Linked DNA regions of Mus musculus: all the other regions are linked to region 1. Evidence: chromatin contacts called from public Hi-C and HiChIP or PLAC-seq data. All regions are on one chromosome and are shown on one strand. The core of a region is the stretch at or near the end of the contact, and the rest is flanking DNA. Distances in the headings are between cores, read along the strand shown.

Evidence for each region. Hi-C and Micro-C count contacts between places; a contact is called where the count stands out from the background. HiChIP or PLAC-seq counts read pairs in DNA pulled down with a chosen protein or histone mark.
Region 2: a Hi-C map of the P5424 cell line shows a contact between it and region 1, with 2.3 times the contacts expected there. The contact joins the enhancer-like site here to the promoter of Smu1 in region 1. A contact is called at or near these places in 1 of 39 promoter capture datasets (liver), 1 of 484 Hi-C or Micro-C datasets (the P5424 cell line) and 1 of 115 datasets of contacts at active chromatin or transcription factors (stem cell-derived neural progenitor cells).
Region 3: an H3K4me3 HiChIP or PLAC-seq map of bone marrow-derived macrophages shows a contact between it and region 1, with 2.6 times the contacts expected there. The contact joins the enhancer-like site here to the promoter of Smu1 in region 1. A contact is called at or near these places in 4 of 39 promoter capture datasets (cranial neural crest, frontonasal cranial neural crest, pre-B cells and 1 more), 1 of 484 Hi-C or Micro-C datasets (embryonic stem cells) and 1 of 115 datasets of contacts at active chromatin or transcription factors (bone marrow-derived macrophages).
Region 4: a contact with region 1 is called in a Hi-C map of CD8 T cells, with 4 times the contacts expected there. The contact joins the promoter of Nol6 here to the promoter of Smu1 in region 1. A contact is called at or near these places in 8 of 39 promoter capture datasets (cranial neural crest, embryonic stem cells, frontonasal cranial neural crest and 5 more), 53 of 484 Hi-C or Micro-C datasets (B cells, CD4 T cells, CD8 T cells and 31 more), 17 of 115 datasets of contacts at active chromatin or transcription factors (the SCID.adh cell line, Th17 cells, bone marrow-derived dendritic cells and 10 more) and 3 of 9 other capture datasets (adipose tissue, liver and pancreatic islet).
Region 5: an H3K4me3 HiChIP or PLAC-seq map of embryonic stem cells shows a contact between it and region 1, with 3 times the contacts expected there. The contact joins the enhancer-like site here to the promoter of Smu1 in region 1. A contact is called at or near these places in 3 of 39 promoter capture datasets (the 3T3-L1 cell line, liver and pre-B cells), 2 of 115 datasets of contacts at active chromatin or transcription factors (embryonic stem cells and large pre-B cells) and 1 of 9 other capture datasets (pancreatic islet).
Region 6: a FOXA1 HiChIP or PLAC-seq map of pancreatic cancer cells shows a contact between it and region 1. The contact joins the enhancer-like site here to the promoter of Smu1 in region 1. A contact is called at or near these places in 21 of 39 promoter capture datasets (the 3T3-L1 cell line, 3T3-L1-derived adipocytes, the C10 cell line and 12 more), 2 of 15 datasets of contacts at CTCF or cohesin (the NIH/3T3 cell line and large pre-B cells), 11 of 484 Hi-C or Micro-C datasets (the G1E-ER4 cell line, bone marrow-derived macrophages, embryonic stem cells and 3 more), 24 of 115 datasets of contacts at active chromatin or transcription factors (the 230-238 cell line, the HPC-7 cell line, the SCID.adh cell line and 12 more) and 3 of 9 other capture datasets (adipose tissue, embryonic stem cells and pancreatic islet).

The regions. Positions count from the first base shown.
Region 1 is chr4:40,755,507-40,760,701 of GRCm38.p6, reverse strand. It overlaps Smu1 (smu-1 suppressor of mec-8 and unc-52 homolog (C. elegans)), which reads left to right and starts at 2,817. Exons shown (of 12, transcript NM_021535.4): 1 at 2,817-2,925; 2 at 4,865-5,075. The coding sequence starts at 2,900.
Region 2 is chr4:40,299,015-40,304,209 of GRCm38.p6, reverse strand. No RefSeq gene overlaps it. Among named protein-coding and RNA genes, the nearest start is that of 4930509K18Rik, 12 kb to the left of the region's middle. Within about 2 kb of position 2,624, at least 26 of the 459 cell types and tissues checked have an H3K27ac peak or open chromatin away from gene starts, as enhancers often do. A contact at or near this core is called in the P5424 cell line, where this site is marked.
Region 3 is chr4:41,162,200-41,167,394 of GRCm38.p6, reverse strand. The region is part of intron 1 of Ube2r2 (ubiquitin-conjugating enzyme E2R 2); the gene reads right to left. Among named protein-coding and RNA genes, the nearest start is that of Ube2r2, 29 kb to the right of the region's middle. Within about 2 kb of position 2,219, at least 50 of the 459 cell types and tissues checked have an H3K27ac peak or open chromatin away from gene starts, as enhancers often do. A contact at or near this core is called in bone marrow-derived macrophages and embryonic stem cells, where this site is marked.
Region 4 is chr4:41,121,856-41,127,050 of GRCm38.p6, reverse strand. It overlaps Nol6 (nucleolar protein family 6 (RNA-associated)), which reads left to right and starts at 2,712. Exons shown (of 26, transcript NM_139236.3): 1 at 2,712-2,892; 2 at 3,392-3,592; 3 at 3,676-3,792; 4 at 4,748-4,927; 5 at 5,104-5,195. The coding sequence starts at 2,806.
Region 5 is chr4:41,061,233-41,066,427 of GRCm38.p6, reverse strand. No RefSeq gene overlaps it. Among named protein-coding and RNA genes, the nearest start is that of Gm25637, 14 kb to the right of the region's middle. Within about 2 kb of position 2,312, at least 35 of the 459 cell types and tissues checked have an H3K27ac peak or open chromatin away from gene starts, as enhancers often do. A contact at or near this core is called in embryonic stem cells and pancreatic islet, where this site is marked.
Region 6 is chr4:41,024,053-41,029,247 of GRCm38.p6, reverse strand. It overlaps Nfx1 (nuclear transcription factor, X-box binding 1), which reads right to left. Exons shown (of 24, transcript NM_023739.3): 23 at 4,670-4,774; 24 at 3,256-4,447. The coding sequence ends at 4,375. Among named protein-coding and RNA genes, the nearest start is that of Aqp7, 21 kb to the left of the region's middle. Within about 2 kb of position 2,682, at least 79 of the 459 cell types and tissues checked have an H3K27ac peak or open chromatin away from gene starts, as enhancers often do. A contact at or near this core is called in the G1E-ER4 cell line, the HPC-7 cell line, the NIH/3T3 cell line and 8 more, where this site is marked.

The DNA of each region.
Region 1 (5,195 bases), core at 1,568-4,067:
AGCCCGGACAGGGTCCATGAGCACTGGTGCCACTGCATTCAACATCCAACAAGTTCAAGACAGCCAGCTCTCTACTATACTAATCAGTCAAAAATAGCACAGGAGAATGCCGAAAACTTATTGAAGAGGACTAAGGCTAGAGGTACAAAAGGGGAGCCACTGGAATACAATTTGGACAACATGGGCACCCTGGCTGGCTCTTTTAATGGGGCCTCTTAAAATGACAACGTTCAGGCTTTGCATCTTGAAGACCCTGTCCAGGTTCACCAAAACTAGAATGAGAGTAATAAACCTACTGATGATATTCTAGGAGTGCCAACCTGTTTCTTCAAGACAGATTCATAAGAAGAGAGAGTGAGCTGGGCATGGTGGCACACACCTTTAATCGCAGCATTGGGAGTCAGAGGCAGGTGGATTTTTGAGGTTGGGGCCAGCCTGGTCTATAGAGTGAGTTCCAGGACAGCCAGGGCTACACAGAGAAACCCTGTCTCGAAAAACCGGAAAAAAAAAGAGGGAGTGAAGTAGAATAAGGTAGAAAGACAAACAATAGGTCGTTGTCCTTTGCAACCTGACCACAAAAGATTACACCAGTCAACTGAAACACTTTTAAAAACCAAAGCTCCCCTAGCTAACTTCCTGTTTGCTTCTGTTTGCTAACCTGCTGGCTTGCCCACCTTGTGGTTTTAGAGTATAAAATAAATGTGCAGCTGGCTCTGCATCTTTGAGGATCTATCCTGGCTTTGGTGAATGTGTGTTCCACTCTCACTGGTGTCGGAATGCTTATTCCAGAGAGACTCTTACAATGTTATCCCAGAGATTTCGTTTCCAAAAGATCCTTCTAAGGTTAAAGTAAGCAAAAAGTTAAGAGAATATGAATATTTGTTTGGAATTACTTGTTTTCTGTAGTAAGTACTGAGGATTTACCCCATAACCTTGTACATGCTGTGCAAGTTCTACCACTGAGCTACATCGTCATTCCTCCTCCCACCTTTTAGTTTTAGATAGGCATTCACTAAGTTGCCCTTGAATTCCTTGTAGCCTGAGAAGGCTTTGAATTTGTGATCTTCTAACCTTATTTCCTGAGTACCTGGCATTAGGGGCCTGCACTATCTAGCCTGCCTGTTGGAACCATTTCTCATAGGGATTTCTGCAGTATGTTCTCAGCAGTACTTGACTCAGGGACCTCCCAATATTTTGTAATCTTCCCTTCAATATTCTTCCAAGTGATGGAAGGGGAGAATCAGCTCATCCCAGGACAGCCATGGAGACACAGAAACACAATCTCAGAAAACAAACAAACAAACAAAGGAAAGAAACAAAGGAAGAAAGATAGGAAGGAAGGAAGGAAGGAAGGAAGGGAGAGAGAGAGAGAGAGAGAGAGAGAGAGAGAGAGAGAGAGAGAGAGAGAGAAAGAAAGAGAGAGAGAGAGAGAAAAGAAGAAAGAAATAAATTCCTATGCTGTGCTCTGAATGAGACTATCTCAGAAGTCATTATACTTATTATTGAGATAGGGTTTCTCTGGCTGTCCTGAAACTCACTTTGTAGACCAGGCTGGCCTTGAACTCACAGAGCTTCCAGCCTCTGCCTCCACCGTGCTGGAATTAAAGGGGTGTGCCACCACTGCTTGGCTGAGACTGTGTTCTTTAGAGTTGATGGGAAATAGGTGATTTGAAACGTGAAAGAGCTGGGCATGGTGATACACCTCTTTAATCCAAGCACCTTAGAAGATCCCATTCATTGTAACAGTAGCATATGTCATTTTCTCTACTTAGTTTCAAACGACTCTTTTTAAAAATTTCCCTCCTTTAGTCCCAGCACTCAGGAATAGAGGCAGGCAGCAAGGCCAGCCTGGCTTACAGAACAAGTTCCAGGACAGTCAGGGCTACAAAGAGAAATCCTGTGTCAAAAACCAAACACAATACAACAAAACAAACAAACAAAAATCAAGTAAAAATGAAAACATAAACAGCATATGAGCGGCTATATTGAAAGGCTCTGGTTTTGATACCTAGCACTGGGGGGAAAAAAGGAGACTGTAAAGAAATTGTGTGGAAGGTAGACAAGAGCCATTAGAAATCCCTAAACTATCTCAATATGTAATTTCACAAGATAGACATGCCACTGTGTTGTGTGTGTGTATATATATGTATATGTATATGTATGAATATGTATATATATATAAGTGTATACATATATATGTACTTTGTCAATAGAATTTTAAAATAGCTCTTATTGGAGATAAGCACTGTGATGCCATCTGTAATTCTAGCCCTTGGAAAGTAGGGGCATCTTCAACTATATAATTAGTTTGAAGCCAGCTATAAGCTGCATGTCCATCCCACCTTTTCCCTAGCCTTTATTTATAAAATTCATCAATATTTATGTATGGTTTTTTATTAGTGGGGATTGAACCAGGGCGTCTGACTTGCTAGGTAAACACTCTGATCACTGAGCTATGTCCTCAGCTCTGTCATGCCATACCAGTAAGGTATGATTTAAACTCTATATTGAAAGGAGTCTCAGATCTGTTATAACTTCGCATTTGGTTACATTTCTTTCTCCGTAACCGCAGCTTTTTCCAACTTAATTCTTAGCTGGATCTGAGCGCGATAGCGCACACTTTTAATCCTAGCATTAGGGAGGCAGAGGAGGGCGGGACAGCCAAGGCTGTAGAAAGACTCCACCTGTGTGTACGTTCGCGAAACCGATGGGCATTCGTAGTCCTGCCACGCTTTCGCGAGGCCCCGCCCCTCACGCCCCGCCCACCTGGGCGTGTTCTTCCTTCGCCCTTTAGACCCTAACGGAGCGGAAGTGTCGCAGCGCGGCCGCCGGAAGTGTCGCGCGGCGTTGTGCGACCGGCTGTGTGCTGAGTGGGGCCTGGACCCGGAGCGTTACCGCTATGTCGATCGAAATCGAGTCTTCCGAGTGAGTCCTGCCGTGGCGTGTTCGCGGCGTGGCGTGTTCGCGGCGTGGCGTGGGGTGGAGTGGAGGGTGGTCGGAGGACGTTGGAGGGGGAGCTGCGCGCCGGAGGTTGCGGCCTCGAAGCACTTTCCGGGTTGGCTCCCTCTTTAGATGGGCCCGCGAGAGAGCAGCCGTGGGGCGGGCCGTCTGGAGCCCCTGGGCCCCGGCGTCGGGCTGTGCTGGGGCACACCGAGTAGACCTGACTACTGTGGTTTCCTCTGCTAGCCACACCGCCCTCGGCGCTGCCCGGGTGTCCGCCAGTCCCTCAGCTCTTCCTTCTGGTCCAAGCACTAGTTACCCCAAAGACTCTGCTGCTTCTCCTATCTGATTAGATCCAGTGTGGTGTATTGATTTGGTTTGCAATTTGCAGAGAGAGAGAACCTCTTTGTGGACACAGAATTTGAATATTGATTGAGTCAGAAGAATGAGACTTAGTGAAGGCGGGGACGGCGACGAGGAGCCAGGTGGGCGGGGAGTGAGTGACTGAAGAGTCTTGCTTGGACTCCCCAGGACTCCACCCACCGCCTTTTATTTTTTGAAAAGTAAAATTAAATTATGAAATTAGCAAACAGCTGTGTTCTGAGTGGAGGGGAGAGATACGCATGTTCTGAAGATCTGCAGAAAAGCAAGGTTTATTAATTAAGTCGGCGGAGTCTGAAACCTGCTATGTATTTTTAAGACTGAAGCTGGATGTGAAGTATGCACGTCTATGATCGCAGTATTAAATGGGCAAGTAGGAAGGCCTGGAGTCCAGCCTGAGCCTCTTCATAGCGATATATATATATATATATATATATATATATATATATATATATATATTTTTTTTTTTTTTTTTTTCCGAGACAGGGTTTCTCTGTATAGCTCTGGCTGTCCTGGAACTCACTTTGTAGACCAGGCTGGCCTCGAACTCAGAAATCTGCCTGCCTCTGCCTCCCAAGTGCTGGGATTAAAGGCGTGCACCACCACGCCCGGTGAGATACATATTTTTAACTCAGTTATATGTAAGTCGTTTTTTTCCTGGGTTTTGCTTCTGAGACAAGGTTTTCTGTGAAGCCGTAGCTGTCCTGGAACTCACTCTGTAGACCAGGTGAGTCTCAGACTCAGATTCACCTGCCTCTGCCTCCGGAGTGCTGGAATTAAAGACGTGTGCCAACCCCCAGCTTTATAAATCGTCTTTAAATGAATATATGCTTTGATTGCGGGAGGCAGACAGTAGACAAAAACAGTAAATAAAATATGACGCAGTAACAGATGGTCCCTGTGTAGAAAAATAAAACAGCGACAAAACGTGTTGGATAATGTTAGTCGGGACAGGAACTGCAAAGGATATTTTACCCTGAGGTCTAATAATAGCCTTAACGACCAATCTTTGAGTCTTGAATACCCTTCTATATGAGGAATAACTGCATGTTCATATTATTATTGTTATTATTATTGTTGTTGTTATTGTTTTAAGACAGGGTCCTGGCTGTCCTGGAACTCACTCTGTAGACCAGGCTGGCCTCAAACTCAGAGAGATTCACCTTCCTTTCTTTCTCTGCCTCCAGAATGCTAGAACTCAATTTTTTAACAGACCAGATTTTTTTATAGCATTTTAGATGACTCAATTTGTTAATTTTGTTTTTTTGAGGCAGGGTTTCTCTGTGTCGTCCTTGCTGTCTTGGAACTCACTCTGTAGACCAGACTGGCCTCAGAGATCCACCTGCCTCTGCTTTCTGAATGCTGAGATTAAGGAAGTGTGCCACTACTGCCTGGCCAGTTGATTTAAAAAGGAAAATGTCATTAACTATTTCAGGTTTAAAGTATTTCACACAAATGTCCAGTAGATCTAGTGATCAGAATAATAATGGCTACCAACTTCCTTTCAATCTCCAGACTAAATGACTTTCTTTCTTTCTTTCAGTGTGATCCGACTAATCATGCAGTACTTGAAGGAGAACAGTTTACATCGGGCACTGGCCACCTTACAGGAGGAAACTACTGTCTCTCTGAATACTGTGGACAGCATTGAAAGTTTCGTGGCTGATATTAATAGTGGCCATTGGGATACTGTTTTACAGGCTATACAGTCTCTGAAATTGCCAGACAAAACCCTTATTGATCTCTATGAACAGGTAAGAGTGAGGTGATGTTGACGGTTTTGGTCGGGCCCTTAATTGGGAAGCATCAGTGAGTCTCTCTTAAGCACTTAGGGATTAACTGCATGTAAGATGTACCTGTCAAGACACAGCAGG
Region 2 (5,195 bases), core at 1,375-3,874, 460 kb after region 1:
TACGTTATGGTTCATAACAGTAGCAAAATTACAATTATGATGTAGCAACAAGGCAATGGAGGACAACTGCTAACTGGCGTGTTCAGCCTACTTTCTTACACAAGTCAGCACCTCCCACAGTTAGCTGAGCCCTCCCACATCAATCAAACAAACAGAAAGAGTTCCCAGATGGAGTTAGTTGCCTACAAGGAATCTAATAAAGGGATTTCCTCAACCGAGATTCCTCTTTTCACATAACTCTAGCTTGCATCAAGTTAACAAAACAGTAACATACCGGCCAGGACCCCACCTCTCTAGCTTGGTGAAGCAGTGAGTTTAGTTGGATTGCTTACAGGAACCTGTCTGACTGGGGCAGTTACATCACCAGGAAGCTCAACCTCGGCATAGGGTCTGCTCGAGAAGGTTGCATTACTCCGGGTCATGCCCAATTTGCAGGCAGCTCCTCCAATGATGCTCCTCTGCTTCAGCAACAGCTTCTGCCCCTGGGACCCCCAGCCTCCTGATTTGTAACTTCCTCCTGAGGTCCTTTAACTTTCATGTGAGTTCCACAGGTCTCCGTCCTTAGGTCCAGGAGGGGATGTTTCCATCAGGAGGAACTAGCCACACAATAGGAACTAGCCACACGATAGGAACTAGCCACACAATAGGAACTAGCCACACAATAGGCATCATTACCACCTCTTACATGTTTACACCAGGGCTATTGACAACGCTTTCTTGACACAACAATAATAATATAATATTTATGATATTGTTAATAATATTTGGATTAATTTGTTTCAACGGAAGCAAAACAACAATCTGTATACTTCCAGAATTTCCGGAACAATAGTAGACTCTTAGATCTGGATGAGACTTGAAGGTCAGTCATTCATTCCTCATTGAACAATTCATGAACAATGAATTGAACGAATAACATCCATTGTTGTTTTATATTTGACTCTACCAGTATTTTTAGCTCACAGATTTGTGTCTTTAGGTTTTGAATATTTTATCAATAATTCCATCATCTATCACTTTGCTTTATGGCTATTGATTGGTTTCTTAGGTACAGGTGCCATTTTCTTCCTCTTTCACATGCCTGGCACAGGCTTGGTACTGATGTCTTGGAATTTCTCTGGTTACAGAAGTTTCCCCTCCTATTCACTCAGGTCATTTTTCAGTTGATAACTTGAGCTCCATGTAACCTTTCCTGTCTGAGAGGGACTCAAGCTGTCATCATCTCCTCAAACCTCAGTCACAGTCTCTTAAACTCGATGACTCGGTTTTGCTTGGCTCAGAAGTCTAGAAACTCCCTCCAGTGCCAAATCAAGGTAGCTGGGGCCCCATTTCCTGTCTCTCATTTCTATCCTGTATCATGAACCCACGTTGCCTAGTATCTGGTGTCTTTAAGCCATTGTTCCATGTATTTTGCTCTGTTTCTAGTTCTTTAAAAAGGAAAGCTAAATCTAGTCCTTCCTCATGGCCGGTGGTGGGATAACTTACCCATCAGCGGAGCCAACCCTAATTTCTTGACTCTGAACCCCTTACTCTAACTCCTGACGCAGGCAAGAACACAAGAAGATTATGCAACTGTTTTTTGGACTTAAGTGTCCCTGGATAGGAAACACGTGGCTCCCATGGTTTTGTAAAAAACAAGAATAGAAGGTGTTCTCTGTAAACTATCCAAGGTCATTTACACGGCTTTGGTACTAACCAGAATGCAGTGTTCCGATTTCTCAGTTAACAGTTGTTGAAATTTTGGAACTGCTAAGTGACGTTGAATGTAGAGTTCCATTTAAGTATATGAAGGATCCTGGGGGGGGGGGGGGGTGGATGGTAGGCGTAGGTGCTCTTGTGTGAACCTCCATCATTGCCCGGAGCAAACCAACGTTACTGTCAATTTCCCTGTGGGATAGTGGGAGCAGAAACGGCAGGAGCTGCATCCCTGGTCTCCCTGGAGCAAGCCAAGGATTGGAGTAAGAACATAAGATGGGCCCATTCTCCAGTTTGTCAATTTTCTGCCTGCGTTACCAGATGAAAGCCCTCGTACATCTGCAGGCAAATGCTTTGTGTATGTGCTGTCCGGAGAACGAGTGCGGACTAGGCTTAGCTAGCCAGCAGAGGATGCGGTCTCTGACATCTGAGTGTTAGGATTGCCTTCAGGCACTACGGTTGCTGGGCTTTGTCTTTGGGTTCTAAAGACACAAACTCTGGCAAATGAGTCATCACTGAGCCATCTCCCCAGTTCAAATCCCCCTGTTCCTGATATGAGCCAACACCTGGGACCCAGGACACCTATATGAATGGCTGCATAGACGGAGGGACGACTCGTCCCTGTTCTGTCTCATCAGCAGCTGTGGGTTTTCCTTATGATAGCAAATGAGGCAACACTTATTAAATTCTGGGTTTGATGCTTTTATAATAATTACATTTTAGTTACAGGGAGAATTAATTGGGCGATTTGGACTTATTTGGAGTTGACAGAATCCATATAACTTAGCAGATTACCTTAGGAATTTCAAAATATGTTATCTCAAAATAGAGCTTAGAAAAAAACGGAGTAGAATCTGTGTTGGCTTTAAAATCCACTTTGAGCAAGGGAAATTTCCAGCTTGGGCTGCCTTCTGAGTCCCTGCTGCTGACTCTGCACTTTGGGCGACAGGCTGTCATTTCGGGACAGGTTTTTTTTTTCATTTTAAATGGTTTGTTTAATGATTTCTTCTTTTAAGAAAACTTTAGGCTGAATTATTTTACTAAAACATTTTCCATGTCATGCTAAAATATTACATTTACCACATCAATGGTGTTTTAGGAAAACCAGCTACAATTGGTAACGAAGCGCCCTAAATTCTCAAAAAGGCAGGAAGTGGGGTTGCCTTTCGTCAGAAAGCTTTACCGCTCCCTGGAATTTGGGACGCTTTTAAACAGCGCCACCTAGTGGAGTTCTCTAACTATAACCGCACCGCAGCGCCCTATCCGTGATTCTTTGAATACCAAGTTTAGCTGGGTGTGACAGCACGTGTAATCCCAGGCCTCCCGAGGCTGAGGCAGGAGGAGAGACTGCACAGCCAGACTCTGTGTTTCAAAACAAATAAATAAAAGGATTGGGGGTTTTGGGGATGTAGCTTAGGGGAACAGCAAGTGTTTAGCCCGTCCAAGGTCTTGGTTTAGATTCCTCGGGGGATGGTAGCAAATTAATTGTTCCAGATGTCATTCAGCCTACTGATAAATGCATCCCAGTTTCAATTCCTGCACTGATTAATTTGAACGCAGATATATACTCAACCAGCTTCTCAAAAGTTCAGTTATTTACTGATTTCATGTCCCATGGATAACTGTTTTTTTTTTCCCGCTGACGTCTTTCACACTGCCCCTCGCCCCCCCCCGCCCCCCCGCCGTGAAGTCTTCCCGGAGAATTAAGACATTATGTATAAGGTAAGGTTCAGTTTTCACAGAATGGGAAGTGACGCAAGGTACATATGCTTGTTAGAGAGGCAACTGAGCTCACACAACACCACACATTATTAGCATCACAGGGAGTGTCAAAATGTGTATACGGGGTCAGGGGACGGGGGCGGGGATGGGGTGGGGTGGGGGAACAGCCAGTGGATGTAGAGAATTTCTTCTCCAAATTCATTTTATATTCCCACTGGGAAAAAGCTAAATTCCATTTGCCAGATTCTCCTGCAGCTTATGCAGGGATCTGGGGTTGAATTTGGATAACGTGGAACCTGGCTTCTAAAATATCCTCCATATTTTCCTCACCTTCCCCAAATCCCTGTCTGATAACTGTCATTATCCAGTCAGACAGACCTTAGGAGCTTTAACTGTCCACACACAGCCTACTACCCTCCTATTCTAGCCCTATGACCTTCAAGGGACTGTGATGTGGACACAGAACCCACTTTCTTGCCATAAGCTAGAGGTTTGGCGTTTACTTGTTAACTGCACTGATGAATGAATATGGAAGAGAGGAAAATGGAAGCTAAAGGAGAGGCGTATCTGAGAGAACAGACCTTTCCTTCAGAAAGATGCCTGGGTTTTCTGACGCATTTGTGCAGGTCTCAGAGTAAGCACGCAGTTGATAAACATCAAAAACATCAGCAACACAGCTGAAAAGCATAACCACAAAACGCACTCTGGCAGTGTGAGTTTGGGAGCCGGATAATCAGGCTGTGATGGAGATGATGAATCTTGTGTAGAAACGCTTCCTGCAGCTTTAGTCATGAGGAGTTCCGGTGAGGCGCCTGCGCTGTAGGGTATTTAGGAAGGGGCCTGTCAGCTTTCACAGCGCCGTCGCGCCTTCTTTCAAGACACTGTGACACCTCATGCTGTCAATCCTGCTTCCACACTAATTAAAGTTCTTAATAACCTCCATTCCAAGATGGTCCGGAATATATGATGTGTGTTTATTTCCATTATAGGCAGGGTACACAACATGTGACATTAGTAAAGAGTTCTCAACTGAGCTATTTGTGGGGCCCCACTCAGCACACATTCAACACCCAAGGAAGCCCTTGGATGAACAGAGGAAGAAGAAACTCGTGGGCTACAGAGGCCAGAGTCTGCAGAGGAAGAATTGGCATAAAGTTGTTTTTTGAAGAAAGAAAGGCAAGCAAGCCTGGTCACAGGAGGAGGGGGAATGAGCCATTGGCTTCATGGCGGGAGGGGAGGGAAGAATTGAAAAGTTTAGCCAAGATGGAGGCAGGATAACAAGAGCTCTGAAAACCATCACTGAGAATTGAATTTAAAGCTGAGTTAGAGCTCCAGATCAGTTAAGTAGGCAGACACGCTGGATCTAGCCAAACCCTGAGCTGATAGCTGCTATCTTCAGTTCTGCCCCAAAGCACACTCAAGATGGGAGGAGATATGACCGCACACCCTGCTCCTAAATAGAAACAATCGGAGATTAGGGGAAGTGCCTCTCTGTACCGTGTCCTTGTGTGTCCTTTCTTCTTGTCAGACTGTTGATAAAAGAACCTTATTAGTGTGGTCAGTGTGGTTCTCACCCTTCCTAATGCTGTGACCCTTTAATACAGTTCCTCAGGTTGGGGCAACCCCAACCATAAAATTATTTTTGCTGCTACTTTATAACTGTAATTTTGCTACTGTTATGAATAGTAATGTAAATGTTTTTGGAGACAGAGGTTTGCCAAGAGGTCACGATCCACAGGTTGGGAAGCACTGCTCTAGATCTTTCTCTGTCTTTACTT
Region 3 (5,195 bases), core at 970-3,469, 410 kb before region 1:
CTATGGAGTCATGGCTGGTCTTGAACTCTTGATCCTCTCACTCCCACATCAGAATTCTCAAGCCATAGACAGATCACAAGTGTTTGCAACTATCACCAACTTGGAAGACAGCATTTTTAAAACTGAAATATTTAGCTGCACAGGCATGTGTCTTCAGGCTTGTAATCTGTCTGAAGTTTTAACATTTGGTACATGTGAAACCCTGGGGTAGAGTCCCAGTGAGAGTGTGTGTGTGTGTGTGTGTGTGTGTGTATGTGTGTGTGTGTCTCCCCCCCACCTCTCCTTCTTCTCTCGCCCTCCCTCCTTCATTTTTTTTTTTTTAATTTTGTTTTGGTTTTTTTCAAGACAGGGTTTCTCTGTATAGCCCTGGCTGTCCTGGAACTCACTTTGTAGACCAGGCTGGCCTCGAACTCAGAAATCCACCTGGCTCTGCCTCCTGAGTGCTGGGATTAAAGGCTCGCGCCACCACGCCCGGCCCTCCTTCATTTGCTAATTTGAAGAAACATAGGAAATACTTTGGACATGATTTTGGAGACTGACCCTACAGCCACATACATGTCGGGCAAGTACTCTACCACTAAACTGTATTCTCAGACACCACGTAAAATTTAAAAACTTTTTTATCTTATTTAATGTGTATAAACATTTTTGTCTCGAATGGGTATGTATGTACACCAAATGCAAGCCTGATGCCCAGTGTGAAGCCAAAAGAGGACATCAGATCCTCTGGAACTAGAGCTACATATAACCAGTTATAAGCTTCCATGTTGTGCTGGGGAATTGAACCCAGGTCCTTGGCAAGAGCCAAGGACTCTTAACCACTATGCTATCTCTCTCCAGGCCCCCAGCCTGCCAACTCTTGAATACAAAGTAAAAATCACTGAGTGAAGAGTTAACACATCTACCCATCTTCACTCCAGTCCTCACAAAGTCAAGGCCTGGAAACAAAATCTGTCTTCGAAAGCAAGAGGTAGAGAAGGCCTTTTGCGTCCTCAGTATTCTCCTGGACCAACCCTCCAGGATTTTGACAAAGAACCTGGCATCAACAAACCTCACATAAAAATGCTGCCAAAGCCTAGAAGTCTTAGCCAGCTACATCTGCCCCATTACCATTTTTATAATAAGGTAGACCATGGCCACCAGGTGGCAGCAAACTCTCTCCAAGATCAGATCAGATTTAGATGGGAAGGATTTCCTGAAATTCCAAGACAAAAATATCTCACATTTTGTATAAATTGTTTAACTCCACTTATCCCAGTCTGGTGGAACATAGATACCACCCATCATATAACCATCATTCTAGAATATGATGTTCTGGACTTAATACTTGTATACTGTTATATATAAAATAAAATAAAACAAAATTATGCCAGCTTAATATGCGTGCAATAGACTCACATAGGTGCATTCTTGTAATCAGAGCTGTCAGAAGCTGAGTCGGGAACTCTGAGTTCAAAGCTATCCTTATTGCAGGGAGGATCTTATCTGGGGGCCCGCAAAGGGGGCTCTGGCTGTGAAACAATGATAGACTAAGCACTTGCTGCAAAATCCTGGGTGCAGTTTCTAGCACTGTAAAACAAACAAAAATGTAGGGGGTGGTTCTGATGCTAAGGTCCTGTTCCCCAATTGGTTCTCCATAGATCAGTAAAGATGCCAGGAGCCAGTTGCTGGGCAGAAAGAAAGAGACGGGACTTCCAGGAACCACAGGCAAGCTAAGACACTCAGGAGGAGGAAGAGAGCTTTTGCAATGTTTCAGAGGGAGAAAAGGCCACAGCCATGTGAGATCTAGGGTGGAGTGAAAAGTTGAGAACAGATTTAGGATGCTGAGCTAAGAAAATTGGGAAGGGCAAGCTAGCTGTGGGAGATCAGAAGCACCTAGCAATTGAGCCAATAATGCAGGCTGAAAATAAGTTTGTGAGTGTGTGTGTGTGTGTGTGTGTGTGTGTGTGTGTGTGTGTGTTTTATCCACAGATCCAAGGGAACCTTGGTGGGGCTGGTAGAGTAGTCAGTCCACTCAGAGCTTAAAGCCGAGTAGTAAAAGATACATGGAACAGATGGCACACAATGAGGAAGGCAAGAATCCACTATTAGTCTAGGATGGTATACCCACACTCAAATGATGTAAGTCTAGGAAGAGGGAAGAACTGGTTTCTCAACAGAGCAGAGCCCAGTTATGGCTCCAGCTAGGAAAACTGGAACAAAGGAATACAGCCACAGCCAGAGAGAGCTGAAGGGGAGAGGCTGGGAACTCCTGCTGTGCAGTCAGGCTGTGACCAGGAAGAAGGCAGTGAGAGACAAACAAAAAGAGCAGCCTGCTTCTTACAAGCAGGTAATCAAAGGATAGACTTTTAACATTTGATTTACTTGTCTTAAAAGATAGAAGGGAATACAGATTTTGCCCAAGCCACGTGGGAATTTCTTCCTGCGGTTCAGAACTGATACAAAGAGCTTAAGATTTGAGGCAGAAAGCCAGATAGTAGATGCAGCAAATATTAAGCTCCACAGAACAGCGGAGGTAGAGAGAATGAGTGAATAAATGCTTTAAAGATGTGTAAAAGTCTTGCCAAGACAACTTCTAGGGATCTTTGAATGTGGCTGACACAAGATTTCTATTGATTGCTTTTGCCAGGTATGATATAAATAGAGCCTGGAAATAGGTGCATACAGTAAGCAGAAGGAAATTTAAAGTTAATTACAGAGAAATGTATGCCTCAATTGTTTTTCATTGAGGCATATTGATCTTAAAAAATTAGATCATCTGGGCGTGGTGGCGCACGCCTTTAATCCCAGCACTTGGGAGGCAGAGGCAGGAGAATTTCTGAGTTTGAGGCCAGCTTGGTCTACAGAGTGAGTTCCAGGACAGCCAGGGCTACACAGAGAAACCCTGTCTCGGAAAAAAAAAAAAATTATATCAAAGGCAGAGAATAGGTTGCTTAGCCTATCTTAAGACAGTAGAAATTTAGGCCTTGAGAATTATATAGAGAGAGCCTGGAAATAGGCCCATACAGTAAGTGGACAGGAATATTAAATAATTTAGGCCTTGATCTCATGAAGACACGAGACAGCAAAAACACTGACTCGTTTAATATTTGTTTAGATTGCTTTTATCTACTTTGAACTGTTTTATTTATCAAAATGAGTATGGTTTTGAGTTTAGTAGTTATACTAAAATCCCTCTGGGAGAGAGGTCAAGCTAAACAGTTAAAGATTTCCAGTTACTGGACCAAGGACTTGTTAGTCTGGAAGAAAGTCTCTGCTTTTGTGTTGACAGGAAAGGAGAAGAGGCTTCGGACTCCAGAGTGATATGGATCAGATATGACGGGGAGACCCCCTCAAGAACTAGAAAAATTCAAGAGAAACAAACAGGACAGGTAAAGGGTCATCGTGCTACCCTTCACAGGGCATGAATGAACACTTATAATTGGTTATTGATAAAATTAACTCATAAAAAAGACAGCTGTCTACCACCTGCTCAATCAAAGAACAAAACTTCATCCTTAACTGATGTGTGCACCCTGCACATTGCATGAGAAAACCTTAATGGTCCTAAAGTTTTGGTTGTGAGGTTCCAATATTACAGAATGCCCAGCTTTGCTGAGGTTTGTCCTAAGGTACTGAGCTGACCTGCCTGCCCCTGCTCCTGGTTGCTACACAAAACAGCTCTGGGACTTGCTGCTGATTCTAGGCCATCTCACCTCATCCAACCTTTCACACAGACCCAGTCAGAACTCCAGTCAAGCTCCGACCGAGCCTTCCAAACATGCAGAGACTGGATAACAGATGCGAAAGGTAACTTTAAGTCTATCCAGTTTTTCTAATTTCCCTCCCCTCCCCACCCCTCTAGAGAATTTTTTTTTTTTAAACAGTGACATCTGAAAATCTTTTTTTTTTTAAAGATTTATTCATTTATTATATGTAAGTACACTGTAGCTGTTTTCAGACACTCCAGAAGAAGGAGTCAGATCTCGTTATGGATGGTTGTGAGCCACCATGTGGTTGCTGGGATTTGAACTCATGACCTTCGGAAGAGCAGTCGGGTGCTTTTACCCACTGAGCCATCTCACCAGCCCATAGAGAATTTCTTTTCACCCCTATTCAGCAGGAAGAAGCTATGGAGAGTCGCCAACCCAATTCCCTGGGCTTGGGTGTCTGTTTATTTTACAAATTATAGACAGTCTGTCATTTTAAGAGATAATTTGGAAATGGTCATAATTTTGGGAGGAAATAGATGGGATGGATTACTAAATTTTATCCTTGAACAAAGCATTGTGTAGCCATAATCTTAATTGATAGGAATCTTTATAGCTGATACAAATTGAATTATAATTTCTTACATTGGTACAGAATTTATATTGATAAAAATTCAAGGTTTTTATTGGTGTGAATTTCCTATATTGATACAAAATTTGAGATTAATATTGTTACTCTTAGAGAGGCATTGTGCCAATGCAACTCATTTAAGAATATAAAGCTTAGGGGCTGGTGAGATGGCTCAGCGGATAAGAGCACTGACTGCTCTTCTGAAGGTCATGAGTTCAAATCCCAGCAACCATATGGTGGTTCACAACCACCCATAACGAGATCTGACTCCCTTTTCTGGAGTGTCTGAAGTCAGCTACAGTGTACTTACATATAGTAAATAAATAGATAAATAAACAAATAGAATAGAAAGCTTAGACCCAGTCCTTCCCAAACTGCTTATGATTACGAAACACAAGCTAAGGGAAGGATAGCAAACTCATAGCTATACTGATTTAATTATAAAAAGCCCCTTCAATTTACTCAAATAGAAATGGCTAAGAGTAGCTACGGTTTGAAAGCTCAAGATGGTCTTCAAAAACATCAGAAATCTGCATAATGTGATATTTAATGTTATTTCATTACTAAGCTGACAATGAGACGTGTCTGATACAGACAGGCTCCCCATTCTCCTTCAAAGAAACATTGAACACCTTTATCTCCAGGAGAGGTTGCTTATTGTGGCAAGGTAGCCACAGAGCAGAAATTGCTTCTACCATCTACAGTCAATATACTGTCCGAAAGGGACAAACAGGTGGGATAGTCAACTACTAGCTCTGTCAAGACAGCATAAAGCTGGTCCTTCATATTTCCTGCTTCATGAAAGGTCTGCCAGGTGGTTCTGGGCCAGAAGGCTGAAGATAGATGCCCTGATGCGATAACTAGAGGCTGTCGAG
Region 4 (5,195 bases), core at 1,463-3,962, 370 kb before region 1:
AGACTTATGAAACTCTCTATTCAAGACACCAAGTGCTCCGGGCATGGTGGTGCACGCCTTTAATCCCAGCACTTGGGAGGCAGAGGCAGGCGGATTTCTGAGTTCGAGGCCAGCCTGGTCTACAAAGTGAGTTCCAGGACAGCCAGGGCGACAGAGAAACCCTGTCTTGAAAAAAAAAAAACCACAAACAAACAAACAAAAAACAAAAATAGACACCAAGTGCACAGGGCTTGACATTTCTTATATACCTCTATGATTATTTTTGCAATAATTTTGACCCAGGGCATCTCAAATGAAAAATACAAACTCTACCACAGAGTTCAGGTATTTATTTTATTGACTTTATTTTATTTTTAATTTAATTAATTTATTTATTTTAAAGATTTATTTATTTATTATATGTAAGTACACTGTAGCTGTCTTCAGACACTCCAGAAGAGGGCATCAGATTTCGTTATGGATGGTTGTGACCCACCACGTGATTGCTGGGATTTGAACTCAGGACCTTCAGAAGAGCAGTCGGTGCTCTTAACCACTGAGCCGTTTCGCCAGCCCCGACTTTATTTTATTTTATTTTATTTTATTTTATTTTTCAAGATTTATTTAACAGAGGCCTGGAAAGATGGATTAATGGTTAAGAGAACTTACCACTTTTGCAGAGTGCCTGGGTTCGGTTGCCAGGACTCACATGGGTTCACAACTGCCTGTAACTCCACTTCCAGGAGTCCAATACCCTCTTCCAAAGTTTCCTGAACACACATGGTGCATAGAAACTCTCCCAAGCACAAACATATACATACTCTAAAATAAATGTTAAAGATTTACTTTCAAAGCCATGGTGTGTATGTGTGTGTGTGTGTGTGTGTTTAATTTTATGTGTATGAGTGTTTGGCTTCATGCGCGTGTGTTGGGAGGTATACCTTTAGTTCTAGCATTCAAGCGGATAAGCCAAGTGGATCTTTCAATTTGTATCCAGCTGGTCAACAGAATGAGTTCCAGGACATCCAGGACTATATAAAGACATTCTTTTTCAAAAAACAGTAACAACAATAATAATAATCACACACACACACGATTTACTTTCAAGAATGGAAAGATGGCTCATCAGCTAGGAGTTCTAGCTGCTCTTCCAGAGAACCTGGTTCATTTCCCAGCACCTACAGTTTGACTCACAACTATCTGTACCTCTAGTTTGAGAACATCCACTGAGCTCATCTGGCCTCCACCTGCACTGTACATACACGGTACAGAGATATACTTGGAGGAATATGTATGTGCCCCACACATAAAATAATATTACTTGCATGGTCTATGTCTATAATCCAGCAGTCAGGAGTCAGATGCAGATGAATCTCTGTGAGATCCAGGCCAGTCCGGGATGCATAGTGAGACTTTAAAACAAAATTATTGCATATAGGTGTGTGTACCACAGGAGTGCCTGGTGCCAAAGGATTTTCTAGGACTGGCATTACAGGCAGTAGTTGAGAGTTTCAAAGCTGCGTGGGTGCTGGGAAACCAAACCTAGGTCCTCTGCATGATCTACAAATGCTTTTAAGCTCTTGGCCATGTCTCCAGGGTGGAATTTTTTTGTTGTTATTTTGCAAAAACTCTTTTCCCCCATAATTATATTTCATGTTGGGTGTGTGAAAGCACACAGGTATCACTTGAATGCACTGTGGAGGTCAGAGGACAACTCGCAGAAATCACTTCTCTCCTTCTACTCGTGTGGGTCCCAGGTCATGGGCTAGATATGAAAGTCTTTTTTTTAAAGATTTATTTATTTATTATATGTAAGTACATTGTAGCTGTCAATTATGGATGAGCCACCATGTGGTTGCTGGGATTTGAACTCAGGACCTTTAGAGGAGCAGTCAGTGCTCTTAACCGCTGAGCCATCTCACCAGCCCAGTATGAGAAGTCTTAAAAGGTAGATGCTAAAGTGTCATTTGAGAGTGTCCCTCATAGTTCAGGTTCAGCATCGTGAATATTACTGGGATGAGCGTCCATGCCCAGTTCCAAGTAGTTTTCTAAAATAATATGTAAATAAAAGTAAATTGGCAAAGTACTTAGAACTTCGCTATTACGATGGTTCTGTGTTTAAAGTTTTGGAGTTTGAATAGGTTATCTTATATTTTAAGAAGGAAAAGCTGGAGAGAAGCTATGCTATTATGCTAGACACTTGAACTTTCTGTTTGTGGAAACAGAAAAAAAAACAAATTCAAGATACATTTTGGAGGTAGAAATCACATAACTTGCTCATAGACACGGTTAGATGCTGTGAACCACTAGCGAAAACAGACAGACGGACAGAGACAGACAGAGAGACACACACGGACACACAAAACCCCACCACACCGGAAGCCACAGTAAGCTGAGACAGACAGACAGACAGACAGACAGACAGACAGACACACACACACACACACACACACACACACACACACACACACACACACACACACACACACACACACACACACACACACACACACACACACACAAAACCCCATCACACCGGAAGCCACAGTAAGCTCCTCCCTTCCCGAAAGGGAAGTGAGGAAAAGAACGCGACGAGCTGCAGTCCCAAACGCTTCCGGTTTAGTGCGGCGTCGAGGCTGTAAATCGGCGGACCTTGTTTGGTTCCTCCCACAATGGGCGGGTTCCTTTGAACCACTGACCAATAGTGAGCGAGACGGCATGCACTAGCCCAATGGAACTGCAGTGGGTGGGGCCTGGGGCAAGGGTTTGAGCCCTGGAGTTGGCGTTTCGGCCCACGTGGGAAGCTACGGGGTAGATCCGGCTTGGATGCCAAGTGCTGGAGAGAGACCTGCTGTGAAGATGGGACCGGCCCCCGCCGGAGAGCAGCACCGACGAGCAACTGAGGACCCAGAGGTTGGTTGCTCAAAATGTGCTTTATTTTGACGACAGAGCCTGAGATAGTCAGGCCTGATACCTAGCCTGCAGGGCGGCCTACTATGATAGAAAAAAGATTACTCCAGGGCGGCCTAGGTTACTGGGAAAATGATTTTTAGGGAATCTAGCCTTGGAGAGATCTGGATAGAGCAGGAGAAGAGGTGATATTTGGGAAGGCCTAAGCCTGTCTCAGCAAAAGATTTGTGGTGTCCGGAAACAGGAGGGCATTGGAGCACTACCTCAGGCAGTGACTGGCAAACTCAGTCAGGTCTAAGCAGGACTGCATCCTCACGCTGTCAGATTTCTCTCAGTGATGGCTATCCCGAGTTTTATAAAAATCTTAACGCCCACTGAAAGGGAACAACTAGAGTAGATGAACCCTTTACCCACAAACTTGAGTCAGCTGATACAGATACCCCCCCCCCCCCCCCCCCCCGATTTCATGTTGGCATGTTGGTTTCTGTCTCTCTGGTCATAGGTGATGGAACTTGCCTTCGAAGGCATGGACAAAGAGAAGGCACCCTCAAGAAAGCGTGCAAGAACAGAGCCACCTGCAGAAGGCCTCCTGCAGCCAGTGAACCTCAGTCGGGAGGAGCTGTACAAGGAGCCTACAAATGAGGAGCTAAATCGCCTCCGTGAGACCGAGATCTTGTTCCACTCCACCTTGCTTCGTTTACAAGTACGTGGGTGGCCAGGGCATAGGTTAGAGGGGTTTCCGTGGGGTCCCGAGGCTCACAGATTCCTCCCTTCCCCCTGCTAAAGGTGGAGGAGTTACTAAAGGAAGTCAGACTGTCAGAGAAGAAGAAAGAGAGGATTGATAATTTCCTGAAGGAGGTTACCAAGCGGATCCAGAAAGTGCCTCCAGTCCCTGAGGCTGAGGTAAGGCAGATGGCCTTGGGACAGTGAGTCATGAGACCCTCTTTGCTGTTCCACGAAACTTGGTTACTAAGGAGATCATTCTCATTGCAAGAAGACTCAACCAGGACACAGGTCATGCATTTGTCTCTCAAATGTAGCTCCATCTTGTACAAGTTTTGTAGGTGTTTTGTTTGTTTGAACAGGGTCTTACATGCCCCTGGCTGGCTGGCCTTGAACTCCTGATTGTCCTGCATAGTTCCCAAGGACGGAGATTGAGGGCCTGAGCCACTTTTGTTTGGTTTTGTTTTTTGTTTCATTTTTAAGATTCATTGATTGATTTTATGTATGTGAGAATCCTGTTGCTATCTTCAGACATACCAGAAGGCAGCATTGTTACAGATGGTTGCAAGGCACCATATGGTTCCTAGGAATTGAACTCGGGACCTGTGGAAGTGCTCTTAACCACTGAGCCATCTCTCCAGCCCACTTTTTTCTTTTTAACATAGGATCTTAACTTTGTAACCCGTACTGTAACTCAAACTGGTGGTGGTCCTCCTGCTTCAGTCCCCTGAGTGCTAGGATTATAGTTGTGAACCTTTACTTCCAACCAAAAATGGTTATTTTATTTTGTGTATTTATTTTTTATTGAGACAGGGTCTCATACAGTCCAGGCTGGCCTTGAACTTGCTTGCTATATAGTCAAGGGAGATCTTGAATTTCTGATCTTCCTGCCTTCCCAAATGCTGGAGTTGCAGGTGTGAGCCACCATTCCTAGCCTGAAAATGGGTAACAATAGAAATAAGTCATGGCGGCTTAGCTGTCAATCAAGTTGTCTTCACAGAGGGAGAAGGCGTTTGTGGAAGATTGTGAGTTATAGTTTCTAACATACTGGCATGCTATCTACTACGTATTAGATTCTATCACCTTTGTGAGGAAGGTGATAGAATCCATATGTTTCCTGCGTCTGTCCCCACAGCTCACTGACCAGTCATGGCTCCCAGCTGGGGTCCGAGTGCCCCTCCACCAAGTGCCCTATGCCGTGAAGGGCTCCTTCCGCTTCCGGCCTCCATCCCAGATCACTGTTGTGGGTAGCTACCTTCTGGATACTTGTATGCGACCAGATATCAATGTGGACGTGGCAGTGACCATGCCCAGGGTAAGGCCCATGGTTTGGGGGCTATTAGAGGATCAGCAAAGGGTCCCTTTGGGACTTTGTGCCCTTTGTCTGAATATTGGGTGTGTTCTTCCTGGGACTTAAGCCTAGCTTTGACCTAGTCCCCAGTTCCATGAACACTTATGTGTCTGACCTTCTCTCTTCCCTGATTCCTCCAGGAAATCTTACAGGACAAAGACGGGCTGAACCAGCGTTACTTCCGCAAGCGAGCCCTTTACCTGGCCCACTTAGCTTACCACCTGGCCCAGGA
Region 5 (5,195 bases), core at 1,063-3,562, 310 kb before region 1:
GCTAAGCAAACGCTGGCTGATAGCCCTTGAAGCATAGAGAAGTTAGCTACTCCACCCCAGTGTGTGTGTTTGTGAGTGTACGTGTACACCGGGGACTAAATCTAGTACCTTGTACTTGCTAAGTTTGCGCTATGCGCTATACCACTGAGCTACACCTCTGACCTATCATATATATGTTTTAAAAGAACAGAGGTTCTTTGTTCACATGTATGAAATTAAATAGTTTTTTATAGGAGATTTGCCTTTAGTCTAGGAGGCCTGGCTAGATGTGGAGGCAGAGTGGAGGCAGAGGGTTGTTCCAGGGAGCTTGGAGCTTCCTATGTTGATGGCTCAGCAGATCCCAAAACCTGGCAGATGACTCATCCCTTATCCTATTATGACTGTTCAGGAAGTGGCAGAGGTCTACAGAATGTAGCACCCCTGCCCATCTCTATAGCTAGATATGTCGTGTTGCGACTTGGATCTGTATGTAAACAGGATATCACCATGCATGCAGCTGGGACGGCCTATCTGGGTAATTGAGGCAGAGGCACTGTAAAGGAGCAAATAGTATGTGGGCAGAAATGTGGGGTGTAGCTTCAAATCCTGGTGAGCCACTAGGTAAGGAGGCCTTGGTGGTGGCAAGGTGCCAATGACAGCTCCTTTCTCAAAGAGCCTGGCTGGCACAGCTGGCAAAGCCAGACACCCTAAGTCTATGATGATGATGGCTGGCAACTTTCCTATTTATTCTTTAAGCCCCCCTCCCCTGCAGGTCATGGCAGCTCTCACACCCTGTCCATGAGAGGGCATACACAGGCTATAGGCCACAATCTCGGACCTACAGGAGCAAGAACGGAAGGTGGTGGTGGATTCAGATGTCAGAGCTCCGTCTCACCTTTCTGCACACTGTCTGCTCTGTGGGAATACACAGAGAGCCTCAGGTTGCCCATGGAACTTGCTTGGAGAGTGGTTTCTGCACAGGCCTGTGTTGCGTGCATACACCAGAAGTGGACATGCTGGCCCCTGCCCCAATGCCTGTGGCCTGGTTCTGCCTTCCTGGTTTGCTCTGTGATTTGAGAGACGCCTGAAGTGGGGCAAAGAGTCTGGGCCAGGAGCCAGGAAGTATGGACTACCCCAGGCTGTCACACAGTGACTGTCAGAGGTTTCTTTAACTTGTCCACTCTAAAAAGCAGAGGGGTAGGGCTGGAGAGATGGCTCAGCAGGTAAGAGCACTGACTGCTCTTCCAGAGGTCCTGAGTTCAAATCCCAGCCACCACATGGTGGCTCACAAACCACCCATAATGAGATTTGACGCCCTCTTCTGGGGTATCTGAAGTCAGCTACAGTGCCCTTATTTATAATAACAAATAAATCTTTGGGCCAGAGCAAACAGGGTCTGAGCAAGCAGGGTTGACCGAAGTGAGCAGGGTCAACTTGAGCCATCAGAGGTCCTAAATTCAACTCCTGGCAACTACATGAAGGCTCACAGCCATCTGTACAGCTACAGTGTACTCATGTACATAAAATAAATAAATCAATCTTTCAAAACAAAAACAAGAACAAAAACAAAAACCAGAGGGGTAGTAGTCCCTTTAGGGTTGCCATGCAACCCTTGTGAACTGTCATGGCTGTCATGGGTATATGGGAAATTGGGAAGACTGTGTCTTCCACAGTGGTGACTGGCGTTCCTTGAGTAATGTAATAGAAGGATTAAGGGCGGCAAGGGAGAGAGGATTTGTACTCTGTTGAACTGTGCGTTTAGCCTTTTGGAGCCTCGAAACATTAGCGTTCTGGGGCTGAGCTTCAAAAACAAATTAGCTATGTAACAGGTTAGGACCTGCCAGTAGTGAGGCTGGGAAAGTCTCTCCACCCATCCCTGCCCCTAGGCTGTGTCCCAGAGGTGGGGAATGGGGTGGTGGTGTTGAACAATTGCTCTCCCCCAGCTGAGAAGCCCGGACTAGGTTCTGTCCCTCCCTCGGTTTCCCACCCCCACACTCGCTTGTTGCCTTTTAGCTTCACACTTTCAGTTCAGAGATTTCCTCCTCACTCCGTATGTAGGCTTAGCCACAGCAAACAGAGATGGCGCTGAAGTCAACACAGCAAGAAGTGAAGCAGGTACAGGTGACAAGCGGCGGGTAAGAAAACTTGGAAGCCACAGGAAAGTGTGTGGGCTGCCCTGATTGGAGCCAAGTATCTCCTTTAGAGGAGGACCCCGGGGCTAAAGCCAGGCGGACAAGATTCTCAAAGCGAGGCGGAGTTTTCTAGTTAGGTGGGGGTTCCCAGCTGGCTGGTGCCTGCAGGGATCTCCAGCCCAAGAAATCTGCATAGACCACCAGTAGGGGGCGCCAGTACAAGCCTCATGTAGAAGGGGGCAGAGTCTGAGGGTTAAGAGTTGCCCCCAACACTTACCCCCACCCCAGTTGTCACACGTGGTGGGGAGGGGGTTCAGGCTGGCTGCTGCAGGAAAGAAAGACTTGAGGCTTGTTATGCCCAGGCTAACTGGGCCAGGTTGCCCCGAGGTGCTAACAGCCTGGAAGTAGAGACAGGACCATCTTCTCCTAGGATCTTGGAGGCGTGAATTCATGCAGATGCCTAAGAGACTCTCCCCATTCTACTTGCAGACAGGCTGCTCTCCAGCATAAACGATTTCTCTTCCACCGAGGGCAGAGAGGACTCGGGTCTTTCAGCATCCAGTTATCGTGCACTTGCTGGGTTCCCTCTGAAGGAAGGATCCTGGAATCCCTGTTCCCAAAGAGCTCAGGAGGTCCAGTGTCCTTAAAAGGCAGCCTGATCAGGCCTTGTCACACCTGGATCCCCCACAACAGTCCAGTGATTTTGAGCCAGCTGCCAGCTGATTACACTGGAGATTGGAGAGTGCCTGAGGCTGCCGGACCTCTTGACTATGCCAGGGGTTCAAGCTGAGAGGCCAGGCTGCAAAGGGAAGGGCTGGTCGGCCAGCCCCACATGCTGGCAATCTATCTCACTGCCTGGGAAATGAGCATATAACATCCTACTGCTGGACTCAGGGTCAGGGACTGGCAGCAGACTCTTGCTCAATAGTCTCTCACCTAGCACTGAAAACTACCAGGCACCTACCACACTCCATAGCAACTCAATCTACTCTGCCAGCATTGGTGCCGATACCCACATAAGTCTTGCACTAAAACTCACCAGTACAAATGAAAGGGCTGAGCTGCAGTTAAGCTCACAGGATCCCGTCTACAAAGCCTGAGCCACAAAGGACTCACCACACAGACACAGGAGTACCCCTGAATAAGGATGCCTCCAACAAGCTAGCACAGGCTCCGGCCAGGAGGCTCCTATGCTGCTCCCCTGCTCTCGCTCTTAGTCCATCGAGAGAGAGAGAGGGGGGGGGGGAGAGAGAAAGAGAGAGAGAGAGGATGGATCTAGGCGTAGGACTCATCAGGCATCTTACATGCTGTGTAAGTAAGCGCTCTATCTCTGAGATGCATGCTCAGGCTTTTCTCCCATCCTTTCATGAGGGTGAAAGTCCCTCAACCTGACTCCTCTGCTATTCCACTTACTCTGACAGAAAAAATCTCTACTCTTGTTAGATCCTTTATTTCCCGGGGGGGGGGGGGGCGTTTTAGCCAGGTGTGGTAGGTAGCATTCATTTATAAACTCAACACTTCGGAAGTGAGTCAGGTCCAAGGTTATCCTTAGCTGCACAGTAAGCTTGGGCTACATGAGTCCTTCTCTCAGAAAAACAAAAAGCTTTATTCTGGAAGACTTTTTAAATTGATTTAGGTAAAATTCAAAGGAAGGCTGAGGATATAGCTCAGTTGGTAGAGTGGAGGCAGGAAGGTCACCCCTTGGCTACATAGCAAATTCGAGGCTAGCCTGGGCTAAATGATATCTATCATAAATAGATAGATAGATAGATAGATAGATAGATAGATGATAGATAGATAGATAAAGTCAAGGAAATTATCAGATGGTGTAAGATAAGAAGATGGGGGAACTTGACATGGAAGGACCAGGCTGACATCCTGAATCCACTATCCACTCACACTGAATGTGAAGCAGACGGACTTGTGAGGCTTGCAAAAGTATCATTTAGTCAGCAAAGTGGAGATACTAGATGTTACTCTCTAGTCCTGCTCTCTCCCACAGAGGAGCTACCTCCCCTTCAGAGCCTCTGTACAGCAAATGGAGACAGTGCAGAGATCCATGGGCGGACTGTGTGGCACACAGCCCCAGCAGATACATCTATAGCACTGCTCCTGCATCTGTGGCTCAGGGAACATCGAGGGAGAGGGGGCCTAAAGATCGTAGGTGCTGTGGTCTTCCGTGAAACTGTCTTTCCTAGAAATGGCTATAGCAGCATGGTAATGTGAAGAGGGAAACTTCATGGGGTCCTGTGATGGTTTGAATAAACTCAGCTCCCAGGAAAGGGCACTTCCAGAAAGTATGGCCTTGTAGGGGAAGTGTGTCACTGTGTAGGCAGGCTTTGAGGTACGAAGCTCAGGCTCTGCCCTGTGCAGGAGACCCTCCTCCTAGCTACCCGTAAGACAGTCTCTCCTCTCTGCCTTCAGATCAAGATGCAGAACTCTCAGCTCCTCCAGCACCGTGTCTGCCTGCACACTTGCCATGCTTCCTGCCATGATGATAATGGACTGAACCTCTGAAAGTGTAAACTGGCCCCAATTAAATGTAACTCATAAGAGTTGCCTTGGGGGCTGGTGAGATGGCTCAGTGGGTAAGAGCACCCGACTGCTCTTCCGAAGGTCCGGAGTTCAAATCTCAGCAACCACATGGTGGCTCACAACCATCTGTAACAAGATCTGACGCCCTCTTCTGGAGTGTCTGAAGACAGCTACAGTGTACTTACATATAATAAATAAATAAATCTTTAAAAAAAAAAAAGAGTTGCCTTGGTCTCTCTTCACGGCAATGTGAAACCCTAACTAAGACATGTCCCATCCCTAAACTAAGAACTATAGGTAACTAATGACATCTGGGAGAAGGAGAATTAGTCTCTCCCAGGGATCCCATTATAGATGGTGAGGTCACATGGTGGCTGTTGGGAATTGAATTCAGGACCTCTAGAAAAGCAGTCAGTGCTCCTAACCACTGAGCCATCAATCAGCCCCATCAATCAGCCCCGACAATCCGTGCCTTTGATCTCAGTACTCAAGAGGCCAAAGTGGGCAGCTCTCTGTGAGTTTGGGGCCAGCTTAGCCTACGTCTTGGGT
Region 6 (5,195 bases), core at 1,433-3,932, 270 kb before region 1:
CCAAAGCTTTCCATTGGCCAGTAAAGCCTGAGCTGACCCCATTAAATCCCAGTATCTTTTGGACAGCTGCTCTTCCCTGTTACTGGCTCCCCCATGGCCTTTGGATCTTGCTGTTTCTCCACAGTTTATGGTAATGGCTCCGCAGCAGAGCCCTTTGCTGTGGCTTTCCCCCTCTGCCTGGAATAGTTTTCCTTTGGGTAGTTGCATGGTTTGCTTTCTCCCTGTGTCTATTTAACAACAAACAGAGAAAAGGATCAGCAAAGAAATGAAAACGTGGGCTGGCGAGATGGCTCAGTGGGTAAGAGCACCCGACTGCTCTTCCGAAGGTCCAGAGTTCAAATCCCAGCAACCACATGGTGGCTCACAACCATCCGTAACGAGATCTGACTCCCTCTTCTGGAGTGTCTGAAGACAGCTACAGTGTACTTACATATAATCAATAAATAAATCTTTAAAAAAAAAAAAAAGAAATGAAAACGTGACAAGAATATGGTTTGTAACTGCTACTAAAATGTTTGAACTTCCAGGCCCTGGTGGGGCACACCTTTGATCCCAGCATTCAGGAGGCAGAGGCAGGCAGATTTCTGAGTTCAAGGCCAGCCTGGTCTACAGAGTGAGTTCCAGGACAGCCTGGGCTACATACACAGAGAAACTGTCTCGAAAATAATGAAACAAAACAAAAAGGTTGAACTACAGTACTTTCAGGAGGATGGGTGAGTACACCCCACGCTCCGGCTTAGGGTTCTATACTGCTCTCTAGTGGCCACTCTAGAAATAAAGTCCTGTCTTCTGAGAGGTTCAGCTTGTTGTTTCATTTTCTTGTCCACTTCACAGGACCTGTTGGACCATCCTGCCCTACAGAGTTTTCAAAAGAGCTCTGTCCTGTGGGTCTGTGGGGAGCACACACGGTACCTAGTGAGATCCCAGATTCTCAGCTGTTCATGTGGAACCTTGGGAAAGTAACTTGACATACTTTCTGCAGCTTTGAGGAGTGAGAGATGAACGTGGTGGTCAAGCTTGGTGCCCATGAGGTGGTTATCTTGGTGACTGCTACAAAAGGTTCCTGGGAAAGGGTGGAGAGATGGACTTTAGACTCCTTTACTCGAAACTCTGCTGTGTTGGCACAGCAGGAGATCAAAGTGGGGTCAGTGAAAGCTCCAGCCTTGCCAGGGCCACCTGACCACAGCTCCATTTCTCCCCACCCCCATGCCACCTGCTGAGACTGTGCAGGTCTGGGCTGGTGGCTTAGCTGCTCTGATGCCCTGTGGCATGCCGACTCTCCACTTCCCCTTATGATGGCTTGGCACAGCACACAGGTGAGAATCATTGGCTCACTGGGAGGTAGCAGAATCTGCCCAGCACATGGGTAGGAACCATCACTCCCGCCCTATGGATGCTGAACCCGATACCCACTGTAGGCAAAGTGTCTGGGTCAGAGGAACCTGGTCACCTTGGTGTTCAGTTGGGCTCTCGGCCCCCACATCTCCTAAGTCTATTCGCCAGAAGAACAAGCTACAGGCTTCCTGGACCATAGGAAAGGAATTCCAAGTGAGTTCTACTCATGGAAGCTAGGGCCCCAGCTCACTCTTTGAAGACGTACCTTCTTCCTGACCCTCACCAGCCCTGATCCCTGATTGGGGTCACACAGTGTTATCCCAATGACTGTTTCTTTCAAGCTTGTAAGCTGAGGGACCAGAGTGGCTTCCAGAATTCCTGTGGAACCCTGGGTTCTAAAATGCCATGAGCGATGGTACAGAAGATGTATGCAGAGGCCATGTGCTGTGTGAGAACTTTCTCTTGGGTGTGGGCGACTAAGGTTAGGTCAGTGAAGACCGAGGTGCTGGCCTGGTCTGGTCATGTCTCTTTTAGAAGAGGAGTTGAGTTTCCCTTTCAGTCAGGAATTCAGAAGTCTAGCCGTATGGGAAGGGATCCTCAATACGGTCAGGCAGGACCCAGAGCTGTCTCTCACAGACCTGCCAGCAGGGAGGCTTCTCTTCAGCTGTACACAAAGCATCTCTCTGTTCACTTGGACGGCCCTAAGGTTGAAAGGAGCCAGCCATGCTGGACAGTGAAATTACTAAGAACTCAGTCTCTGGAACTCTCCGACCCATAGACTAGTGAAGAAGACCCATGAGAAGCCTTCAATGGGGCCTGGGCTCCTCTTGGGGACAAGAGAGAAACAAGCTTCCTGGTGAGCCTTGGCTTATGATCCTACTTCCCTGACCCGAATTTCTGCCTTAGAGGCAGCCCCACCATCTCAGCTGAGCTACTTCTGTAGCCTCCTGGGCTTCTTGCCTCAAAGCAGCCTTCGCGTTCTCCCCCACACACTTCTGCCTGAGGTCAGGGGGACAAGTCTATGATGACATTCAGACCTTTCTCTTTTTAATTTTACGATGGCTTGGGAAGGCAGAACTTTTTAAAAAAATGTTACATTTTAAAATTTTAATAAAATTTAAATTAATACATTTTATTATTTTATTTTGCTGTATGAGAGTATCAGATGCCCTGCAACAGGAGTTACAGACAGTTGTGAGCTGTCATCTGTGTGTTGGAGATTGAACCCTGGGTCCCCTAGAAGAGCAGCCAGTGCTCTTATCTGCTGAGTCATCTCTGCTGATACAGCCTTGCTGCCTGCTTTTGCCTATGGCCTCATGACTCAGAAGCTAGTCGCCGTCTATCAGCCTCAGGCCTCAGCACTAGCTCTCCTTTGTCTCTCACCAGATGTCATTGTATCCACGACTAGTGTAGACAAAAGACACACTCTTCCCAGACCTGAGTGTTGTGCTCACAGACGCTGCATCTCTGATGCCCAGGTTGTGACTCCTGTAACCCTCACATCCCAGGCCAAGCAGGAAGGCCCCACTCTACCAATTGGCGGTGCTAGAATTCCCTGGGCTCTGATCCTCAGCTCAGAAGTCAGAGTTCCCTTTCTTGCATGCACAAATCACCCTCTCAGACCCTGGACGACAGCTGTTGACTTCCTGTTCTGTGTGAGGCCACAGACCCTGTACTGAACAGGCCCAAGAGACTGACTCTGCTCTTCCCATCACTTGTCTCCTGTCACCTGTCCCTGCTGCCATGTCCCCGTAATTTCCATGGAGACTGGTTTTTCCTTTAGCCTTCCGTGTCTCTCAGCTGGGTTTGGTGAGAGCCTGCAATGCCAGCACTTAGGCTGAGGAAGGACTGTCGAGGGTTTAAGATCTGAACGGCTTAAGCAACTTAGCGAGATCCTGTCTCAATAAACAAAATACAAGTAAAAATTAAGTGCCTTGTTTAATGATTTCAAGTTTTGGGAGGCTCAAAGTTTATTTTAAAGCAAAAAGAAGCCAGGTGGTAGTGGCGCATGCCTTTAATCCCAGCACTCAGGAGGCATAGGCTGGTGGATCTCTCTGAGTTTGAGGCTAGCCTGGTCTACAGGAGCGAGCTCCAGGGCAGCTAGGGCTACACAGAGAAACCCTATCTTGAAAAAACAAACCAAAACCAAAAGACAACAACAAAGATAAGTCCAGCCTATGGAGAAGAGGGGCCACACAGATGGGCACAGTGGAGACTGAAGAAGGCCTACAGTAGGATGCTTGGCGTAAACTCTGGACTGTCCACATACTTTGAATATTTGAACAGTGGTTCAGAGCTCAGATGCAGAGAGAGTCAGCATGGCTGCTGAAAGCCTAGGAAAAAAGCAACCCAGTACCGCTGTCTATGCGAGAGTCTCTACCAACCACAGAGGACTTAGGGCTACAGTGGACATGGTCATAGACCCACATTGTGAACATGGCGAGAGAGCTGGTCCCAAGTTCTTACCATTATGAGAGACAGTTAAACTGTCCCGGGGTAGGCTTGGTGACATGCTGAAAGAATGCCAGGGATTTGAGAAAACGGAACTCTATAAAGCAACCTAACCAGTCTAGAGACATCCGGGAGCTTTTGGATAAGATGGGTAGGTTTAAGACACACGATTGCAGACATAGTTTTACCAATGGTCAGGGCTTCACGTCTTTCCTCATGAGGAAGGTGAGGCCCACCAGAACAAATGGGACAACCAGACTATGGCTAGGTGCCACAAAGTCAGTTTGGGATAAAAATTCTGATTTATCCAAATAAAAGCTGATACTCCCCCAATCTCTTAGTAATCACAGTGATATGTGAGGAGCCTCTTCAAACACATGATTAAAAATCCAGTGGCCACACAGCCAGAGGTCTGTGGACAGGCCCAGACAGGGGGTTCTGACACACTCATGCTTTGGCTGTATCAGGACAAGACAGCACGTGTGCTGGGGTTCTGCCAGGCAGGAGGAACGAGCATGATTTATCTGCTGGCAAATGAGTCTCCTCCAATACACAGAATCATTCTTTTATATAAATCTATCTATCTTCTCAATCCTGGACATCAAAGTAGTCAATCACGGCCTCCTTCACTATCTTCTGTAAAGTACTGCTCCCGGGAGCCCTGCAAGGAAAGCAAAGACGATGAGCCTTTCTCTACAGGGAGATAAACCTGGGTCTTCAGGGAATTAAGGCTTCAAGTGTGTCTGATGCCCCGTCAATGTGTACTGGACACCATGCCGTAAGACAAGCCCCAGGAGGCCAGCGATGGCAGCTGAAGCCCAGCAGTTTACCCCAGCTCCTCTGCCGGCACAAGCTCAATGAGAAAGCAGCTAAGAATCCTTACTTGTCTGCCTGGTGTCGGTGATGAGGAATTGGTGGTGGCGGCCGTGTCTGTGTCTCCCTTTCAATCACACTGGTCAGCGTGGTAGGAGGACAAACAGACTTCCCTCTGTGGGGAGTAAAGCAGAGTGCTAAGATGAGAGAATCCTGAGCAGAAACAGCAGAGCCAGAAACCCGGCATTTGCTCGGGCAATGCTGCCATCGCCGCTACTGCCGCCAAGCACACCCACTACCACCTGTCTCAAGTGTGGCCAACCTGCATCCCACTTTGTTTGTCTACCCCCCGCCTCGCCCCCTGCAGCCCACCTCCTCCAACGCCACCCTTCACTATTTTTCACTGAGAAGTTCTCCCAACACCCTCAGGTTCTGATGGTGATTCTAGGTCCTTCCAGGCCCTTCCTCATACCGCCACCTCCATTTTCTCTGATGACAACATGGAGTCAGACAGAGTCCACCATTTTTTCTGTCTCCACCATGCCATGATTAGAGCCAGGGAGGTCAGCGGGAGAAGCAGGAGACAGGTGCAGGAG